2 separate regions of the Ovis aries genome follow, and region 2 is linked to region 1. Evidence: chromatin contacts called from public Hi-C data. All regions are on one chromosome and are shown on one strand. The core of a region is the stretch at or near the end of the contact, and the rest is flanking DNA. Distances in the headings are between cores, read along the strand shown.

Region 1 (7,355 bases), core at 1,760-4,259:
CAGAGCCTTTGTTTAAAAACATTTTTTTATTAATTTTTTTAGAATTGTTGGTTTACAGTGTTGTGTTAGTTTCTGCTGTACAGCAAAATGAATCTGTTATATGTATGGATATATTTACTCTTTTCAACATTTCCTTCCCGTTTAGATCACCATAAAGCACTGAGTAGAGTTCCATGCTCTATACAATAGATTCTCGTTAGTTATCAATCTTATCCATAGTAGCGACTATGTCAATCCCAATCTCCCAGTTCGCCCTACCACCCCTGCACCTTGGCATCCATATGTTTGTTCTCTACATCTGTGATTCTATTACTATTTTGCAGATGAGTTCATCTTGACCATAACAGCTTTACTACATTGTAACTTCTTATCCACCTGTTTCTCGTCCCACCTCTGAGTTTCTTAAGCACAAGGATTAGATCGCATGCACCTGTTCATTCACTCAAGTCACAACGATTAAGAACATACTGTGCTTCACTTCTGTGCTTGACTCTGGATGGATAGGGATGGATAGTATAGATTAGACGAGAACTCTGTCCAGAAAGCGTTTGCAAACATCTGAGAAACAACTACTAGAAACTGTTATGAGAACTCTTAGGCATTTTATTCATCTTTGTAGCCCAGAATCTTCACCTAGCACCTGAAATAGCAAGCGTGCTGATTATTTCTTGAGTCCTATTTATATGCCTGGCACAAGGCTAAGTACTTTATATTCATGATCTTATTTAGTTCCCACAGCTTTTCATATAGAGCTGTCAGTACTATTACTGTCCTCATTTAATAGGTGGGAAGTGTGAAGCATCCAGGAAATGCTTGCGCAAATCCAGAGATAGTCGTACACTTGAGCCCATATTGTTCAGTTGTATTGTCTCTTCTCAAAATTTCTCATCTGGAAGATTATCCAATATCCTTCAGTAAACCATTCTTATATTTTAGCCAACATCATTAACTTTTTTCTCTTTAACATTTTATTCATTCAAGAAATTCTGCCAGTCCCAAGAGCATGTCATATAAAATCATAGCGTTCCATTATGTTAAGTGGCCATTTGGAGTTGGAGCTGTTTAAGAAGAGCCATCAGTCTAAGGTGGGTTTAGACTAGAAGGTGTAAGCCCTAAAATAAATGGAAAATGTAGTGCTTGTCACTTCCTCCTAAGCTTCTTTGCTGCTGCGCGGGTCCTACAGAGAACTCAGAGAAGTTTGCTATCTGACGGGTATCTTAGATCAGTGACTCCCACCGTTTTCTCCATCATCAAGCCAGAGAACTACTACTATTAGCCATCATACATTGACCATTCACTACCCACCAGGCATTGTTCAAGGGGCTTTCCATACATTTTCTCATTACTGTAATTATTTTCCTCATTTTCTAGATAGGAAAACTGAGATTCAAAGAGAGACTGGACACAGTCCAAATTTGAACTGCAGAGCCCAGACTCACAATGTGTGTGTGTGCATGCTCTCTCACTTAGTTGTGTCTGACTCTTTGAGGCTCTGTGGACTGTAGCCCATAGAGTTCTCTATGGGCTCTCCAGTCCATGAGATTTCCCAGGCAGGATCTAGATTGGATTGCCATTTCTTTGTCCAAGGGATCTTCCTGACCTAGGGATCCAACCCACATCTCCTGTGTCTCCTGCATTGGCAGATGGATTCTTTACCACTGAGCCCCCTGGGAAGCCCTCCAGACTCACAACACTACCCTCTAGTTATTTCTATCAAAACCCATGGCAGACGTCAATAGTAATTTTTCAAGTATGTGTCTTAAGGGTGAGGGGAGTAGAGTTTAGAAAGCCCCCTCCAAGTAGTCCTAATATATTTCCCACCCACAAAATCACAACCAAGCATATAGACCATATGGATAGACCCAGATGTATCTCAAGTTCTGAAGGGTCTCCTGACCCCACCAGCCCCTTGGTCTCTTCTTTCCTTAAACCCAGAGCCTATTTAGATTAAAATTTTAAATGGCAGTTCACCAAGTAATGTCTCTTTTTTTGAGGCAAAGAATAATGACTTTATTTGGAAAGTCGGCAGATAGGAAGATGGCAGACTAATGTCTCAAAATGACCATCTTTCATGTACTGTTTTACAATAGCCTCTTAGCTTTCACTTGGGTATGTTGTCTGCCCTTTCCAGCTGAGCCAGAAGTTACTTGAGGGCAGTGTTCATGTCATCTGTAGAGCAGCTGCATAACATGGTAGGGCACACAAGCACTTAATAGGTGCCACTTGTTTGCTGCAAAAGAGACAGGCTAGGTTATTAGGCTCTGGAGGCAACTAAACCCAGTTTCCCACTTACTATGAGTAGCTGAGACCCAGTGAAAAAAATATGTAAATTCCATTTACTTTATTTGTGAAATATGATTAGAACAACACCTCATAGGTTTGTTGGGAATATTCAGAGGGTTCATACACACCACTTGGTGTAGTTCCTGGCACTGAATAAGCACTCAATAAACAAGAATTAGTAACGTTGTTCTTACAGAAAAGCTGAATTCCTTGGACGTTTGATATTTGTTCCATGCTGGGCTAAATGCTTTGCTTGCAATTATCTCATTTAATTTTTTTCTTGTATATAGAAAAGGTTTGTCTGCTTCAATGAGACATACCTTTCCTGTTACCCCAAAGTTATTTAAGAACATTGGCTGCTCTCAGTGTCTACAGAGGCAAGTTGCAGGCTGCCAGGCACAAGTATGCTATCGCAACACACTCTTGGTAATCTTTAGCCTTCTCATAATCATTAACTGCTAACAACAGCTAAAGCAAATGTTTTGCTTTTTTATATAAATTACAGTGGATTCGGATAACTGTGATACTCTCCCTCCCTCTCAATTCTGTCCCTATGCCCTCTCTCTCAAGTTAAAGAAGAAAGGAAAAATGGGTGATTAATCAGAGCATCTCACATGGACACTTCTTCCTTGTATGTTGCTGTACAAAACAGAATGAGGGCCACTGGTCCAGGCTCTGTGTGGTATCAAATCTTTTAGAACCTAGGGACACTTACAGGGCAGACAGAGAGCAGCTGTTTCATTCACTGTGATCCAGACCAGGAGGAACGGTAAGTTCTTCAAGGCACCAGTCTGTGTACTTTACAGAGAAGTTACAACAGGCTGTGTTGCCCTGTTTTGTTTTGTCTTATCAATTTGGTGCTAAATAACAAGCTAAGAGATTTCTGGCCACACTACAGAAAGTATGCTTTGGTGATTGATAAAGGAATTCTGCACAGCACAGAGTTTTCAGGGCAGTGAAACTACTCTGTCTGATACTACCATGGGGAGACATGTCATTCTCCACTTTTCCAGACCCACCAAGTGGACCCTAATGTAAACCATGAACTCTGGTCGGCGGTGATGTGTCCATGCAGGTTCATCCACTGTAACACTGTACCACCACTCTAGTGAGGGATGTTGATGCTTGAGAAGCCCATGTGAGGGGGACATGGACGGGCAGGAGAGAGGAGGGAAATCTCTGTTCCTTCTGTTCAATTTTTCTGTGACCCTAAAACTGTTACAAAACTGCTCAAAAAGATAAAGTCTATTATAAACAAAAACAGGAATCCAGTCCTGTTAAACAAACATGAATGTCTGTTATGTGCCAGACTATGGGATAACCTTGGGGGTGGGGGGAACTAAAATAATTAATTTTGCATAAATTGCACATCTTTGGTGAGAAAAATGAGTACATATCCTTAGTAAACTGAAGCCTGGGAAGAGAGATAAGTGAGAATACAATCTCAAAAACATTTAATGAGGGTTCTGTGAAGATGCTTACAGTAGAATAGAAAGGAGATGGGATGCACCTAATTGGACCTGGAAGTTAAAGTAAGAGAGGCTTCCCGAGGTAGGTGATAACCAAGCAGAGTTTTGTAGGATGAATAGGAACTTTCCAAGCCCACAGAGAGAAAGGTGGAGACAGTTCTTTGATAGCATAGAACAGATGTAATTCTCTTGCTTACTGCCTGACACTAAATATGTTGTGGAGGTGACTTTAAACTCAGTTTTAGTTTTCTGCAGTGGATAATTCCTTTCTCCTGGAGTGTAATGAGATTGGCTTAATTAATGTTTGTAAAGTTTTCTGTAGTCTTTGGGTTAAAGGTGAAGTAGAATGGGGACATCTATTACTTATTATAGCTTCGCCAGCATCTGATCACATAAGGAAAAAATCCCTGGAAGGTCATTTCTAAGAAGCAGTATTAATCTGGTGGCTATTAAGCCTTATGTAACTTACTGGAACAATGAAATAGCAAGGGAAAACAAAATGACATCAACATGAAGATAATAATGAACTTAAATCATAAGCCTTATTGCCTTACTGCAGCTGCTGAGGATGAGACAAGCTGGAAGTATCTAAACTTAACTCTGCCACTGCCTGGAAGCTTCTAATTAAAAGTTTTCAAATAAAATCAATAAGTTTTGACATAAAGGAGCAGATGGCTTAAGAGAGAGAACTGAAAGACTGCAATAGGAAAGCAGTGCGCTTTCACTTCACTGAAAAAACATTCCAAGTAGGAGAAAACAGAGACCAAAGTGGACCAATTTAGGATGCTAGAAAGGCAGGATTAGGCCCTATTCCGTCATAAATGTAACTGTGAAATTTTAGTTCATGGCACTGCTAAACCCAGCTGTTGCCGGAATCCAGACAGGTGAAATAGGAGTGATATTCTGTGTCTCCCACAAAGGGATGTTTGTCCATTCCCTGGCGTGGTTTTGTTCATTCTTCCTTCTTTCATTCAGCACTGGTTTATCGAGCACCTATGAAGTGCTGGTACTTTGCTGGGGAACAAAAATCAGACAAGATTTTGTGCCTCTTAAAGAACCAACTTAGTGAAGACCTCCTTTGTTGGCTAACTAAATACAGCAAACGAAAATAGTTAAACATTGTTCAGTACTGTGCAAACATTTGATGTTATTTGACAGTATTGATGATAGTACCATACTTGTATTTTATGAATTTGATAAAATACCCTCATGTGCATTATAGTTGTGCTTTCCTGGTGTCTCAGATGATAAAAAAATTCTGCCTGCAATGCAGGAAACCTCGGTTGGATCCCTGGATTGGGAAGATCCCCTGGAGAAGGGAATGGCATTATAGTTAATCCTCCTGACAGATATCTGGGGTAGATGTTGGCAACTTGCAACCCAGAGGAAACTGAAATTCATAAGATGTGGGTTCTTGCCCAGAATCATGAAGCTGGTTAATGGCAGAGCTGAGACTTGAACCCAGCTCTTCTGAGACTAGTTGACACGTTCTTTTGCTGCTGTGGGTTAACCTTTGGGACAGTCATTTGGAATTTCAATCATATGACCATTGTAAAGCTCTGATCCAAAGAGAATGCTTGTATGAGCAACTCTCAGCAGTGCTAACATCTCAGATGTGTGTATTGAGAGGTGCAGGTGGCCCACCAGGCAGAAATAGGGCATAAACAGAACACTGATGCGGGCAAAATGAATCCAGGAATAGTATCACTACTTGAGGTCTTTGTCTGGACTTGCTGATGCAGCAGGCACGGGGAGCTCCGTGTCCTTCCTGGGTCATTTTCATTTGGATATCAGCCTGCCTGTGTTTACTCAGGTTCAGTTCAAGGCATGGAAAGGTTCCCTTTGACCTCAGTGCCTTGTGGAAAATGGAAGTCAGGCTCTGTGGGTTTCCTTGGCCTTCAGAAGCCAAGGCGAAGTCAAGGCAATGAGTTGCACTTGAGTGCAGACAAGTCATGGTTATTTCTGGACCTTCCTTGCCGTTGGGTTCCACAGAGTAGTTTTTAAGTGCCCTGTAACTTGGAATACAGGAGATACACAAATGCTCCCTCTCCCAGATTTCACCTGTTTGCAGATTTCCAAGATCCATATATAAATTTGGGACACTGCAAGGGAACATCTATTAATATATGGCCTCTTTGCAAGATATACATCAATTAGCAATGCTCTCTGGGTTTTCCTGACACCTCTGCAGGTCTAAAAGCAATGCCCTCTTCAAGGTCACCTCAGATGGTGCCCCCTTCTCTGCTTCTCCACATCGTACCTCTGAACACCACTGGCACTTTGTAGTTTTCTGCTGGCAGGTGTCTCTTCAGTTATCATGTTCCTGCTCTAGTCACCCCATTCCCCAATCCTCAGCCCACGTGAAAGCCAGTACTCTCTTCATATATATGTGTATGGGCGTATAATAGATATTTATCCATGGTACAATTACATATGTTAAATTTGTATTGAATGCCATATATTTAAATAATCTCTATGAAACCATGTTACCCCTCTGCCTCACACCCTTCTGTGGCTTCCCTTTCCATGCAGAACAAAACCATAACACTTGCCCATGGCCAGAACACACCCAGCCCATCTCTCTGCCGTGGTCCATCAGCTCCTGAACTTGCCCAGCTCCTTCCTCCTTCACGGTTCTCATTTATCTATTCCCTCCACTGAGACTGTTTTTCCTCCCATGTTTTGAAACACTGGGTCTCACATTCAAAAATCAAATAATACCTGTTCCCACTCATCCTCTAACTCAATTCCCCATTCATAACCCTGCTACCACCTCATTCACTTTTGATTTTGTTTGGATCTGACTGACCCACCAGTAATGCACGTCTCCTAAGGGACCCTTCTGATACATCCTCAGAGCTGGGCACTGTGCCCAGCAGACAGCCTCTTAGTCACACCTGGAATGAGTGAAGGATGTGTCTCGTGACCCACCCGCCCTAAAATGCAGCTCATTGTATGTAACAGTAGCAGCAGCAATGGTTGCCAAGTGTTGGTGATGCACCAGACACTCTTCTAGCATCCTGTGTGGATTCATCCATGTATTTCTCATGAAAATCTATGATGTTTGTGCCATTTTAACACCAGCCCCACTTTTCAGATGAGAAAACTGAGAAGTTTGGTGATTTGAAATATTTAACAAAGAAGCAGTTTGCTCAAGACTGAAAATGGCAGAGCCAGAATTCAAGCCAAGGTTCTGAAGTTCCTGCATTTACCTTCTCACCTTCCTGTCTTCCTGTAGCAGAGTCACATACACATTTGAGTTCACTGAAAGAAACTAGATGCATGCTGTGGTGTGGGGAAGTTAACCAGCCTCACACCTGCTACAGTGTACTCTTAGAGCGTGGCATCATTATTTCTTTAGTGTGTCCCTTTGAAAGGAAAACCAGAGTAATCTCTGCAGATGCTGGGTTTGAAAGAATCATTGTCCCTCATCAGAAAGCATGATTAAGAGCCTCTCTGCCCGTTAAATGAGGCAGTGAATGCTAACACATTTTGTGAGAGTATAAAATGCTCTATAACTGTTAGTTATTGTTATTCCCGAGCTCCATGGGACAGCAGCTTATGTTGCAGAATTGCGGGTTCAGAATCCTTCAGAAGTAGTAA
Region 2 (7,355 bases), core at 1,368-3,867, 230 kb before region 1:
AAAACAAAGCAAATTGTCTCCCATGTTAAGGTGTCATATTCTCATCCATATCACGTTGTTTAGTTGCTCAGTCCTGTCCGACTCCTTACAACTCCATGGACTATAGCCTGCCAGGCTCCCCTATCCATGGAATTTTCCAGGCAAGAATACTGGAATGGGTTGCCATTTCCTTCTCCAGGGGATCTTCCTAATCCAGGAATCAAGCCCACGTCTGCTTCACTGGCAGGCAGATTCTTTACCACTGAGCTACCTAGGAAGCCCCATCCATACTATACTAGCATTAATACTATCAAATGGAGGATTTATGTAGCAGCCACCTAGGAATGGCTGGGAGCTGGATTGAAGGGAGTGGGATTAGAAACACTTTTGAACTTGGAGGAGTGGCAAACAAATATCCAGAGGACACAGGTTTGGTTTGGTTTGGTTTGGTTTTACCATGACTGATAGTCCTCACAAAATATCTTACAGTAAACGGCAATTTTACTTCTAAGATGAAGAATGTAAATCACAGAGAGGTAAAGCTGCTGCTCAAGGTCATACCGAGCTTCACTAGGACCTCTCTGGAGAGTCTAGGGACTTTCTCATTGTCCTGGAAACTGGCTGATCACGAAAAGCCTCAGAGCTCTAGAAAAGTAAACGATCGTGTAATTCCATTACTTTCTGCAATCTACTAGCAGATAGAGGCAAATTAATATTTATATACTTAAGATTTCTATAGCTTGAAAAGGATCATTATCATTTTGTCTCTGGGTGACTGAATGAGATTAAGGAGATATAAATATATAGTTTATCATGATAATTTGGTTTGTGGCCTCACAAATTCCATGGGTTTAGATGATAATATGTTGGAACTGGAAGGAAGTTAAAGACAATCTTGTACAAAACTTTTATTTTACAGATAGGGAAACTAAGGCCCAGAAAGGAGTGAGTCACAGTCATTCAACTAGCTTATAACAGAATCACGCCTAAGTTCTCCAAAGGGGTCCCTCCACTAACTCCCTTTAAAGCACAATTTCAAACTGAAATGCACACCAGAAGCCTGTCCAGAGTGGGTCTTTGTGAGCTAGAGCTGCATGATGAAGAAAGGCCCTAAGATCAAATATATCTGAGAAGCATCAAATAAAAAAACAGAATAAATTTTAACAGGACTTGTCAGAATCTTTCATGTATTAACATTTACCAGGAATCTCCAAGAGGGAATCAGAACATTCAGTTTGCTGAGCCAAAATTATTTGATCTCAACTTGTTTTCTCTCTACCACATCTAGCCACATCTATTACAAGCTCACACAACAGTGTTTAATAGAACATAAATGGGAAACAATGACTTAATTTATCTCTGTTCCCTGAAGTATTTAGTCATGTAACCCCATGTTTAGGAGTGTCTCCTAGGATGCATGTTTTGGAAGCATACTTAGGAACTGCTTCACAGAGGTATGGACAAAACAAAACTGTCTTGGAGTTCCATGTACAACTAGTTTAGAATCAGCCTTTGGAAGGCTCACCTGCCTAGAGGAGATCAGATCTCATCAGAGGAGATGCAGCCTCAGTTCAGTTCAGTCGCTCAGTCATGCCCAACTCTTTGCAATCCCCTGGACTGCGGCACGCCGGGCCTCCATATCCATCACCAACTCCCAGAGTTTACTCAAATTAATGTCCATTGAGTCAGTGATGCCATCAAACTATCTCATTCTTTGTCTCAAAAAGGGCAATTATCCATCGTAGTGAAACCTCCATCTTTGTGAAACCTTCCAAATGAGATCCAAAAACTCAGGCAGTTTCTCAGTCATCTTTTTTTGGAGTATAAGTCTTTATTCACTATTTTGGAAGTTAGCAAAGATGGTAAACTTTGAGTACAAAGAGTTAGGGAGCTAGGGTCTCTAGAGCTGAAATTTGGGGACTCATATAAATGGATTTGAACTCAGGCTGTGTGATGTGTCAGTGGTGTGACTTTAGGCAAATTTCTCCATTGACCTTCAGACTCTTTACAAGGGCAATAACGGCATTATGGAAAAATTGGGATAGTAGTATTACCTATGGGAAAAGATGGATAAAAAATGGAGGGTGCCAAATTTGTGCAAAACAATTTGTTTAAGCCACATGGAGGAAAAAAAAAATGGAGCCCCGACTAACCGGATTTGCTCAGCTGACTGCATATTTAAAGAATAAGAAAATCCAAGTGTGAGTGGAGAACTAACCTGGCAGAGGAGGCAGTGAGCCTGTGAAAGGTGAGCAGGTAGGAGCAGGGGAGAGAAGGAACACCCCACTCCCTACTGCACAGAGCCCCGCTTCCTGTGGCACCAAGAGGAGGGACTGGGAGCAGAGTCTGGGAGACATTTTCACATGTGATATCAGCCCAGGTTTAACCCCACTGAACCACCATAAAGACAGCAACTCACACACAGCAATTGTTTATGCTGACTTTTATTTGAACATAACTGACACCAGGTTATAACTACCACAGAGGGTTTTAGAAAGACTCCCAGGAAATACCCCTTGGTAGGGAGCTCTGCAAAGAGCCTGGGGTTTAGCTCACTTTATCCAACATGTCCTGAAATAACAGAACAGCCCCAGTCCAATCTGTACACATTTAATGTTTTCTCATTAAATTGCATCATCTTCTCAAAGATGAGTCAGCACGGTGAAGGGAACCAGCTGTGGCCTGCTGGTCAGAGGCCTGTGTGCTCCATCAGCTTTGCCAAGAAAGTCTGAGGGCCACAGGCCAGTGGCATAGTCCCCTGAGCCTTGAATCACTTACTTATAAAAACCAGAGTAAGCAGACGTGGTGATTTACGAGGCATTGGACACACACGCGCGTGCACGCACACACACGCACGCATACACACTCCCTCACTCACTCACTCACTCACTCACTCCCTCCCTCACTCCCTCACTCCCTCACTCACTCACTCACTCTGAACTTGGATTCATAGAGGCCTGAGTTCCAATCCCAGCTCTGCCACTCTTTAGTTGTGTGGCGTCTGGCAGGTTCCTTTGCTACCTGTGTAATGAGCGTGATCATAGGACAGGCTGTGCTTGTAATTCTGAAACGGTATTTCTGATTGGGCCTTTGTCCCTCCCTCCCTCCCCCTCCCGCTGCCCAGCCCTCTCTGCCTCTCTGTGCGAGATCCTCCTTTCCCTCACCTAAAAGACAAAGGGGAGCACTGGCAGCAGAGTGAGGATTTTGGAGAGGTGTTAGGCCCTGAACTGACCCAAAATATAAGCATAATGTTCCTCACACTTCTAGTGCTCCTAAAATGCAGAACCCGGGAATGTAAAGAAAGGCCCCCACGTGAACGGATGCACAGAACAAGCTCTAAAAGACCTGGAATGGGAGTGGGGGTTGGGAGTGAGGTGATCGACTCTTTCCTTTCTCCTTCAAGCACAGAGAGGGCTGTGTAAGCGCACGAATCCCAGACTAGCTGAATAAGCTTTGCCAGGCTTCTTTCTTTCTGAAATACCTTAGATGATGACTTCATAATACAGTCAGTGCTCTAGGGACACACCTAGAGGTATGTATGTGCCTAACAGAGGGTAGGGTGGAAAGTCTCTGTAGGTAACTGGACCCAATTATAATTTCCTATCTATAAAATAAATTTTTGGTGGGTTAATATTCTTTATTTCTAATTTGAGGATAGTTGCTTTACAGTGTTGATGGTTTCTGCCGTACAACATGAATCAGACATGTGTGTATATATATCTCCTCCCTCTTGAGCCTCCCTAATACTCTTAATATAATAGAAAAAGCATCATCAAACAGGAATATGAGCAGAAGACATGAAAATGCAATTCATAAGAGAATAAATGCCTAGTAATCACAGGAAAAGGTGTTCAAGCTCACCACTAATCAAAAAATTGAAATCAGGTGATGCTGATTTCCACCTGTCAGGTAGGCAAAAGTTAGAACAAATGATAATACCTAAAGCAGGTAAAGATGGTATACAATGGACACTTTTGGTCAATTTTTTAAAAACAGGAATGTTTTGAAGACAATACCATGCTTTATTGTCTTTATTTTTTGACTGTGCCACATGGCATGCAGGATGTTAACCAGGGATCAGACCTGCCCCCTGTCGTGGAAGCACCAAGTCTTAACCACTGGACAACCAAAGGAAGATGCTACATGGATACCATCCTTTGAGAGGGCAATTCAGTGATATGTAGCATATGTAGCAAGTTTTAAACATGCATATCATTTGGTTTCACAGTTATACTTCTTGAATTTTAAATAATCACAGAAATGTTAAGAAATTTTAGCTACATGGGTGTTCATCACAGTCTGCCTTTTTCATAAACTTTCTGGTGGTTATGAATAATTCTAATGTCTATGAAGAGGAGATTGATAAAATTATGGTATATCCACATAATGGAATATTCTTCAGGCTTTAGAAATCGCAATGTAAAGCATAGCTACAGAATACTTAGTAGAAGAAAGCAAATTACCCAACTAATATTTGTTTAAAAGACAACAATAATAGCTAAACAATAATAACAATAACTTCATGTACATGTGAGGACAAAAGTTGGGACAAGAGTTAAAAATGTTGTGCTTGGTTGACCTGATTGGTGAAGTGAAGAATAATTTTTGCTTAAATCATTTTTTCTGTCTTGTGTAAATTTTTAGCATAACTTGCTTTTACAGTCAGAAAATACCAAAATGCCAGAAAACAGAAAAAAGCATGGAGTATACTAGGGTATATTATAGGGGGAATCACACACAGCGAGGAAAGACTTGCAGCTTCGACATGCTAGAAATAAAACCTATTGTTTGTAGCTTAAGAAATTGAGAGCTTATCTTCCTCAAATGTGTGAAAACCTATCACCTGGGATTTAGGGCTGATGCTCTGCTTGAGAGATGTTGAACTGAGCTCTGACTCTAATTTGTTTAGGTTTGTCTGTACAACCTGGCCCTTTTACATTGAGGTCTGGTGGCTTTCACTCCAATTGCTAGTCCTCTCCTGCCCTGTTGAGATTCTGAGTGATTTTCATTCACCAGAGCATGTGTTTGTCTTTTTTCCCAGTGCTGCTACAGGTGTAGGGTGAGATAATAGATCAGATGGATGAAACTGCTTCTAAGGAGGAGCAGTAAAAGGGCCTTGGATCATCCTGGCTAGTCCCACTAGGGCCAAGGGAGGCAAAGGAGGAGCTTAGGAGAGGGACTTAAAGACAGTCGGTCTAGAGCTAGAAATAGGATGACCACAATTGATAAACCTTAACACAACTGTTTGCAATATTATCTAACAAATCCATGCCTATAACAGGTTAGGGAAGAGGGGTCACAACTTTTCCAATCAACTAAAATTGTTAATGATGTTTCCCTGCTTAAAACCTACTGATGACCTCTCTGTGGCTTTTGGAGTCAGGTTGACAGTCCTTAGCTTGAGAGCCGTGATCTGGCTCCTGAGGACCCCCTGAGCTCTGTCTCTCGCTGTGGCCACCCGTCTGCTTCTAGTCTTCCTTGCCTTCTGTATGTCAGCTGGTTCACATTTCCATGTGTCTCCAGACAAATCTAAACAGGCTTGCAGAGGCCTGTCATCAGCATCACAACTCATGGTGCTCTCGTGCACATCTCTGTTCCTGCATTTCCATTCTCCCCACCCTACTCCTTACCTGGCTCATGTCTGCAAATCCTTCGTTTTTTAATACCCACCTTCAGGGATCTTTCCATTGTCTTCTGTGCCCCAATCCCTGGCTGATTCCGACCCTGCCTCTGACTCCCTGCCTCACCTCCTCCGTTCCATCTGCTCACTCATAAGTTGTTGTGTTCTCTCCTTCCTTCGGGCACTGGCTTAGGGACTGGGTGGAGACAAAGCAGAATGAGGCAGAGATCCTGTCCTCGTGGAGTTCCCAAGTCTGTCAAAGCGTTTGATACACCATAGGACTTGAATAGATCATTACTGTAATCGCTGGTTTCCTTTTGTGTCTTGTCCATCAAACTGGAAGCTTCTCGAAGTCATGGATGACTCAGTCTACTTTGATGCTACAGGAACCCAGTGATCATATGTAAATCACTGAACAATGGAATGAATAAATTAATGCCAATAACACATGTTAGGTAGGCAAGTTTTGACCATGTATTGCAAAAGTTAATTTCTAGTGATTATATTTGGAAGCAAAGATCTGACACTTAACATTTCTAGATTCTTATGGTACTTTCCCTCTGAACTAAAACACAAACCTAGATAACTCAGTATATTTTTCTAACTGATAAAACATCTTACTAATGTTTGATATAGTTAGATTAAGACTACTGTATAAGAACAAAATACAAAATTGGGGCCATTTTAAATAGATATCATCTGCTGTTTTGAATAATTTGATCCCACCTCCAACCACTTATTAACTGGATGATCTTGGGTGTATGGTTTAATTTCTCCATGTTGTGGTTTTCTGATCTCTAAAATGAGGACAATAGAACCCACCACAGAAGGTTGTTGTGAGGTTTAAATAAGCTAGTATGTTGAAAGAACTAGCTCACAAAAGGTTAGGTATAAAGCTGATAGTGATACAGCGCCTTGTTTGAAACAGACAGGGTAGTATCCCATACTGATACTGTGGCCTTTGGAGGCAGACAATGCTATGTTTGTATCCTGGTTCTGCCTTTAATTAACTGTGATTCAGGAGAAGTTACTTAACCTCTCTGAACCATAGTGTTCTCTTTTAATGGGGTTTAATAATAGCTATATCACAGAATTCTTCTTAAAAGAAAATCATGAGTGTAAAGATTTAGGACAATGGAGGGGAGCACATGGCAAGTGATGAATAAATGTTATTTTAAATAGTCATGATAATGAAGTTGTAAGGATAGTTACAGAAGTAAGCTGGCTAACATTGCACCTGTAGATTCCTTATCGCTCCTTAGAGGGAAAATACGGCCCCCCTGGAAAGTACCCATGTAGGAAGATCAACTAGGTGATGTTACTTTCAAAACTGAAATAAAAACGTCTCTCTGAGGCTAACGTCTTTGAAATGAACATGAAGGCTCAATTCAACAGAGTGAAGAACTGGCAAAGACCCAGATAAGGGTGAGAGACCGTGAAAAGTGAGGGTTCTCTTGGGAAATGAAAGCTGTGCTCTGGGTAGATGGTGTCTGGAGTCTGAAAGACTGAGGTCATCAGGAGATCTGTGGCTAATGGTTGCAGCTTGGTCTTATGTCTGAAGCACTCTTTAATATTGGTTATTTGATTAATATCTTGGCACCATTTGGAGAAAGACAGACAATGAATAAGATGTTTGATCATCCCCCAGGTCAACTTCAACTTCTCCAGTTATTTGACCCTTTCTCCAAGCAGTCAACACAGTGGGGTGTAACTGCAATCTTTCTTTAGCATTCCTTGTGTTCCTTATCAAAAGACG

What was found. A called contact is a pair of places that touch in the nucleus more often than the background predicts.
Region 2: a contact with region 1 is called in a Hi-C map of liver, with 2.6 times the contacts expected there. The contact joins two enhancer-like sites. A contact is called at or near these places in 2 of 16 Hi-C or Micro-C datasets (liver and mixed tissues).

The regions. Positions count from the first base shown.
Region 1 is chr5:55,699,820-55,707,174 of ARS-UI_Ramb_v3.0, reverse strand. All of the region lies in intron 2 of PPP2R2B (protein phosphatase 2 regulatory subunit Bbeta), which reads left to right. Among named protein-coding and RNA genes, the nearest start is that of TRNAF-AAA, 240 kb to the left of the region's middle. Within about 2 kb of position 3,009, at least 3 of the 54 cell types and tissues checked have an H3K27ac peak or open chromatin away from gene starts, as enhancers often do. A contact at or near this core is called in liver, where this site is marked.
Region 2 is chr5:55,930,918-55,938,272 of ARS-UI_Ramb_v3.0, reverse strand. All of the region lies in intron 2 of PPP2R2B (protein phosphatase 2 regulatory subunit Bbeta), which reads left to right. Among named protein-coding and RNA genes, the nearest start is that of TRNAF-AAA, 13 kb to the left of the region's middle. Within about 2 kb of position 2,617, at least 14 of the 54 cell types and tissues checked have an H3K27ac peak or open chromatin away from gene starts, as enhancers often do. A contact at or near this core is called in liver, where this site is marked.